2 separate regions of the Mus musculus genome follow, and region 2 is linked to region 1. A link is a contact called in public HiChIP or PLAC-seq data. All regions are on one chromosome and are shown on one strand. Each heading gives the region's core, a stretch centred on a gene start, on an enhancer-like site or on the middle of the called end of the contact. The rest is flanking DNA. Distances are from core to core; before and after follow the strand shown. Region 1 overlaps Arhgef28 (Rho guanine nucleotide exchange factor (GEF) 28). Region 2 has its middle 23 kb from the start of Utp15.

Region 1 (3,443 bases), core at 361-2,860:
ATAAGTCCTGAAGTCTTTACCTAGGCTTGTAGTTTATTTTGCAGTCTTATAGATGCCAGAGAGTGGCTATTTTCAATTAGTTATACAGTTTAATTACAATGTAGGTTTTGGGGGGGCTTGTATGTGCTAGGCATAGAAATCCAACAGCGTAGGACAGTCTCTGTGTGGTTCTGCAAAAGTAGATTAAACCGTGTGCGACTTAACACATTCTGGCAGAATCTTTTGGCTATGTTAAGTGCCCCTCAGATCTCAAGAAGTTGATTGTTTAAAGAGACAATTTAGTCATAGAAGGCAGACGAAGCACACATAGTTATTCTGCTCTCCTAATAAAAATATTCCCAGAACTTCAGATTTGTATTTTCATGTTCCTGTTCTGGGAATTTTAAAAATCCACTTGCTACAAATACAGAGATTTTCCTTTTTTAGAATATCAGAAAAACTAAGCCAGGACTCAGGGGACAGAAGTAGGAAGATTACAAGCTCAAGGTCAGCCTGGACTGCACAGTACCTATCAGATGTCTCCCTATCCACCCACCTATTCAGCCAACACACACACAGTTACTCGGAGGAAGAAGGAGAGGCTGGTTTGCTGAGAACACCTTCTGTCAGGCTGCTTCCACAGGCTAGCCCACTCGTGTGCACTCTCTCCATCTTGAGAGATGCAGGAATGATGGCCGGGAGGCCAGGCCGGTGGCTGCAGATAATCCTTTGTTGCCTTGAGCTGACTACAGCTCCATCCCAGCAGTGCCTGCTACCATGGGAGTGTGGAGCCTGAGAGACAGAAACCACGCAGTGAAATTTACCAAAGTGATCAATAGCACGAGAGACAGGAAAGAGAAATTTAGGGGCCACACAGTCAAAAGTGTAGATGGTATAGGGACTAGGTTAACTTAGATGAATCTTCCATTTCCTGAGGGCTAGAGCCATGTTTGATGGGGCCACACACTAGAATCCACATGCTGCAGCTTTCTGCCTATCCTGTATCTAAAAGCCACAGAAGACCTTTCTCAGCTTAGCAGGACAGCAGAAGTTCGCAGAACCCGTTCTCAATCCCTGCCTCTGTGCCCAAAGGATGCAAGAGCTCGTAGAAAAGATGAGCAGGAAGCAGAAAAAAAATCTCGGCCACACTAACAATTTTGGGAAGTTTGGGTTTACCATGGTATCTCAACCAGTCTGAAATCCTAGTGGCAAAGTCATGGTTGTCTTCAGGTCACAGCGTGTTGGCCACAGTTAACTTACTTTCCCTAAGGAGACAATAACAAATTATGATTACAATTTACCCTGGGACAAATAGCCCATGGATAGGTTATTTGTTTCCACAGTTCTTTCTCAGTTTTAGTCAAGGTATTATAAAATAACGTTCTCTTTGGATCCTTTCCAACTGGGAACACAGCACACTCATGGTAGCAGAAACATCAACACACTGTAGGTTTCCCATTATCAGCCAGAATGTGAGCTGATGTCTCAGATTGAGCTGTGTAGCCGGGTGCATTTGGGTCACTCTGTTTTCCACCATGGGAGTTTCGCGAGGCCAAGTCATCTCCTGTGGCAGCTGCAGCTGAGGGGAGGTGGGAGGTGTCAGTCGTTCCTAGTCTGCCCTCAGTTGGATGCTATCAGCGACTCCTGTCACAGAGGCGTTGACCGTGTGGCTGGAATGACTCATTCCAGAGTCTTTTCCTTCTGTGACTGTTTGTCATAAAAGTTAACTTTCTCCCAGGGACCAAGCCATCAACCAAGGAGTACACATGGCTCCAGCTGCATATGTAGCAGAGGATGGCCTTGTCATGCATCGAGGGAAGGAGAGATCCTTGGTCCTACAAAGGCTCCATAGATGTCCCAGTGTAGGGGAATGGAGAGTGGGGAGGTGGCAGTGGGTGGGTGGGTGGGTGGAGGAGCACCCTCATAGAAGCAGGGGGAGGGAGGATGTGATAGGGGGTTTCTGGGAGGATGGGAAACAGGGAAAGGGGATAACATTTGAAATGAAAAAGAAAATATCCCCCCCCCCAAAAAAGTTAACTTTCTGGAAAACCCAACAATTTCATATGTATAGGATGTAGTGATTATATTACTTAAAGTCCATAGCTCTTTTAAGAAATCAAGAAGCAAAATAAGCCATAAAATGACTATTTTAAAATATCAAGTAACAAAACCTTAGTTGACGGGAAACAACCATTTGTGTGATTTTAAAACTCACATGCCTCAAACACTTCTCTGTCTCATCATAATCCACAGGGTAAAAAAAAAAAAGCAGTTTTATACAGTGGCCTGTGGAATGTGTTCTGGGATCTTACACTTTATGTCACTGTAAAGGAAAGTTCTGATTATAGCCTAATGGATCCACCTGACATCCCATTAGTGGGCTATGACCATAAAGTCTACAGGCAACCATGAAGAGTGCCTTCCAGGCTTGGACAGAGAAGAGTTGTCACTGTTTCCTAGTGCTGAAAGTAAGATAGTGATGGAGCATCCAGGAAGTGTGCACAGCGATAGAATACCTTGTACTGTAACCGGAAGGTGGCAGACCCACAGTAGGATATTACTGCGCACTGACAGAGTCCACTTCACCAGCGCGGAGACCATAGCTGAAAACTCTAATCAGGCACGCTCTGATGCACGTGTTTCTCCAATCTTAGACTGTGTGTTAGGAGACCATGCAGAATCTTGAACTAGCTATAATCTACTATAACTCCAAACCAATAACATTTATCAGGAATATTTATACCAAGCTTCATTTTTCATTAAAATTAAAGACTCTAACCGACTCAGAGAGGAGCGGAGGGGAGGTGGGAGGTGGGAGGTGTCAGTCGTTCCTAGTCTGCCCTCAGAGGTATGCTATCAGAGCAGCTCCAGTCACAGAGGAGGTGTTGCCTGTGTGGCTGGAATTACTCCTCATTTGAATGAGGAAATAAATAAAGTAGAAACATGCCTCCAGATCTCTCTTCTGCTCCATGCTAAGGAAAAGATTGCAATGAGCTCTTGGAAGAGGAGCCTGCAGTTACTAACAGGTTTCCAAGGGCCTTCCTGTGCCCAGGGACTAACTCAGGGCTAGAAATTGATCTGAAGTTTAAATTATAAGCGTGGAGTAAGAACTCTATTTGAGAGTCATTTAATTTATATAATCAATATTCCACTAAAATAGCCTGTTTAAAAAAAGAAAATCCAAACTGGGCTATTCAAAATTTCATTTTCTGTTGTTTGCAGTCCTAATAAGATGATTTTCCAGTATTGTGTTGGATTAAAAAAAAACCCATCTTCTACCACTGAAACAGCCAAGAAAATATGCTAAAAAGTACATTTCATTTTAATGTACCCATGGCCATCCGGGATCACTCATGACCACCCATGGCCACCCATGACCACCCATGATACCTATGATACCCATGACTACCCATGACCACCCATGACCACCCACGGCCACCCATGACCACCCATGGCCTTGATGC
Region 2 (3,443 bases), core at 670-3,169, 250 kb before region 1:
GCAGAAGGCCGTGACTTTCACCATCTGCAAGCTAGAGACTAGACCTTGGTTGGCTTAGTCACTGTCACCTCTCAGTTCCCATCTCCTGTCTGTGGACAATAACAAGCAGAAAGCTGGCTTTTCCTTACCCCTGCCTTCCTAGTCAGGTGTCAGCACGCGGTATTAATGTTCTCATAACAAATTACCTAACAAAGGCAAGGGGTCTATTTTAGTCAGTGGTGTAAGGGAACAATCCATCAGGGCAAGGGAGACACAATGGAGAGAGTGTCTCTAGTCATGATAGCAGGAGTGTGAGGAAGATGCTCACACAGGTCCACAGTCAGAAATCACAGAGATGCATGCTGGGGCTCAAATGCCCCGCCCCCTTTGCAATTTAGTCCTGGACTCCAGCCCACGGGATGGTGCAACCACATTCAGGGTGGCTCTTCTCTCCTCTGTTAAACCTCATTAAACAGAGACACGTCTAGAGGCCTCTCTCCCAGGTGATTCCAAGTCCGTACCTGTGATTAACCATCACATCCATCTCATCTAGGAGGCCAGTTTTCATCCGGGACATTATTTGCAAAGGTTTCTGGGAAATGTGGTTTTAAATACGAAGCTCTGCAATTCTGGAGACATTCTAGCATCCAGACAGAGGGTTCAGAAGCCAATAAGTACAATATTCTTCCCCCTGTAGTTGGCACATCTTTAAACACAGTTGTATGTGTTTAGCTCGCTTCTAAACAGATGGGGGCATGCAGCACACAGTTGTGCATTCCAGTTGTGCATTCCAGCTGTGCATTCCAGTTTTCCATTTAGGCTGCACTGAGACTGGGGATACCTCCGTGCCTGTGGCTCTACCCCATTCTTTCCTAGGCTGTGTCCCACATCACTGTACAGCGGTACCACAATCACTGCAACCAGTCCCCTGCAGATGGGCATTCTGACGCCTTTCAGAATTCTACATCTACAATCAATTATAACCTGGATTTCGGGTTTTTGTATGTACAAGCAATTGTACACCTAGCAGTGCTTTCTATAGCTTTGGTACATTTGAAGAGTGAGTATTATCACCATGGATCCTGGAGAACGAGTCTTTTCTCTCACTGCAGGGTCTGTGCCTGGTTACCCCTTGTCCCTGAAGCTCCTTCATCCAAGGAAATATCAGTTTTCCTGAAACACACACACACACTGTTTAATATTTCACAGAGCACTGGGTATCTAGATAGAGCAGGTAATACTGGTATCTAGTTCTGCACACAATGACACTTGGGTGACAGTTTAGGTGATGTGTCCAAAGTCATACACTTAGTTAGTGGCAAATTTGGATTTGAGCTCAAGTCTCCAGTTTAAAAGGTGCACGTTTCCGAGCAGAGCAGTGCACAAAATAATGTTTTGTGTTGTATAAATACAGAGAATGGTCTTGTTCACTTTTGTATTCTTAACTTTTTGCCTAATACATCTCTGGTGCTTACTGACCATGGACTGAGTAAATGGTCACTTGGTGCTGCCTTGCAGAGAAACATTGTATTTAGAGTTTATAATGTAACACGGAGATAGCTTTCATTTCTCGATGAGATCCAACTCAAATAGAAAACCTTTCTGGAAGTTGTTAATCAGGAGACATTGAAATGGTGCCGCAACTCACTATTGGTCCACAAGAGGGCGGTGTTAGAAAAGCGTGAGAAACCGGCCTCTGCGCCTTCTCTGAAGTTCTCAGAAGGAACGCAAACAAGCCTTTTGCTTATTGCTATGCTAACCAAGTAGATTTAAAGAATAGATGTAGTTATTAGTAGATTATAACCAGAAATAGGGAAACAAATCTAACCAAGGCTCTATTTTAAAAGATGAAGCTTCTCAACCACGTGGAATAATGGGAAGAGCATGCGCTGGCTAACCTTGGGAAAGCACAGGCTTGGCTTGCACATCTGCCAGATGGGGCAAACATGGCGTCCCCTGAAGGCTTGCTGGGAGAAAGGCTATGGTGACACAGAAAACACTATGGTGACACAGAAAACGCCACTGTTTTTTCTTTTGGTTTTCTTTTCTTTTTGGTTTATTTGAGTTTCTTCTTAGCTTATCTAATTACTAACATTGGTTCATTTAGGTAAGAATTATGTTCAAGTTTTCTTTTATATATATTATATACTACACACACATATATATATTATATTGGTGTGGGTGTGTATGTGTGTGCGCGTGCATGCACTGTATGTATACTGAGTCATCACAGGTGCTAGGTAAGGACTCTAACACTGAGTTTATTTACCCAGCTCTTAAGGATATTTTCTGAGTAAATGAGGTATACAAAGTGGTAAAATAGGTGTATAACTGACTTGAGATCAACTGAAGTAAGAAGAGAGTACCTGGTATGGTTTGCAGTCTATACAAATGAGAAGAAAGCAAGAGGGTGGTTCCCCCTAGCTCACTGGTGCTACACTAGGAAATTTGATGGCATTTGTCTCTGTTACTTTTCTCAACACTCCTACCTGAGTGAAGGAGTGTACGAGAGTCAGGAAGAACTTATTTTGGCTCGTGATTTCAGAGCGTACACTCTGCCATGGCAGGGAAGGCATAGGGGTCACAGACAGATCTGCCCATGATGGCTGCGGAGTGTGCAGGAGTCGTCACGTCATGACCAGCCAGGACACAGAGACCGTGAGCCTGGAATCGGAGGCAGAGCCTTCAAGACCCACCCAGTGAGCCACTTCCACCAGCTAGGACCCCTACACCAAAAGTTCCATAACCTCATTCTTGGCTTACAGACTCCTCCCAGAGAACTAGCAGCAGTTATGTCATCACATGCCACCGTTGCTACCTGTGCCGCTGCCGGGTGCAGGTGGCCTGGCAGTGTACAAGAGGACGTTTCGCTATCCCAGCCCCTCTCCCCTCCCCTCACCTCTCCTCTCCCCTCCTCTCTCTTCCCTCTTTCTTCTCTCCCCCTCCTTCTCACTCTCACTCTTTTTTTCTCTCTCTGTTCCCCACGAGAGCCGGCCTCTCTCTCTTTCTATCCTTTATTCCTGCTTTCTCTGTCCTCGTGGCTCTGTCTGCATCTACCCCTTTTCCCTCCCTTCCCCGACATAAACCTCTCATACCAGGCATGGTTTTTCAGGGGACAGCTTTGCACAGGCCTGCTAGGTACCTGCCGCCTTACCCTTACCTTGCAGCCATCACCACATTATATTTCATGATACTTATAAAGCCGGGTCAGGAGCTGAGGACCAGGTGTCAAAATACATGAGCCTCTGAGGGATGGCCCGGATTCAAACCATAACAATGTTGTCATCTTCAAACATTTATTAATTCAGATTTTCCCTATTCAAATGAATCGTATTAGCTTGGTGTATATGATCGTTTTATTGTCCAAAAGGTTAAGAGCATAAGCTATGCTAATTTAATGAGTTTGGCAAATTCCTATAAATATTGCTGTAAGGCATTGTCTTTTCTACACAATGTTTCGGATT

Evidence for each region. HiChIP or PLAC-seq counts read pairs in DNA pulled down with a chosen protein or histone mark.
Region 2: a contact with region 1 is called in a FOXA1 HiChIP or PLAC-seq map of pancreatic cancer cells. The contact joins two enhancer-like sites. A contact is called at or near these places in 1 of 15 datasets of contacts at CTCF or cohesin (the NIH/3T3 cell line) and 2 of 115 datasets of contacts at active chromatin or transcription factors (embryonic stem cells and pancreatic cancer cells).

Annotation. Positions count from the first base shown.
Region 1 is chr13:97,989,293-97,992,735 of GRCm38.p6, reverse strand. The region is part of intron 11 of Arhgef28 (Rho guanine nucleotide exchange factor (GEF) 28); the gene reads left to right. Among named protein-coding and RNA genes, the nearest start is that of Gm34388, 97 kb to the right of the region's middle. Within about 2 kb of position 1,610, at least 4 of the 459 cell types and tissues checked have an H3K27ac peak or open chromatin away from gene starts, as enhancers often do. A contact at or near this core is called in pancreatic cancer cells, where this site is marked.
Region 2 is chr13:98,238,642-98,242,084 of GRCm38.p6, reverse strand. No RefSeq gene overlaps it. Among named protein-coding and RNA genes, the nearest start is that of Utp15, 23 kb to the left of the region's middle. Within about 2 kb of position 1,919, at least 4 of the 459 cell types and tissues checked have an H3K27ac peak or open chromatin away from gene starts, as enhancers often do. A contact at or near this core is called in pancreatic cancer cells, where this site is marked.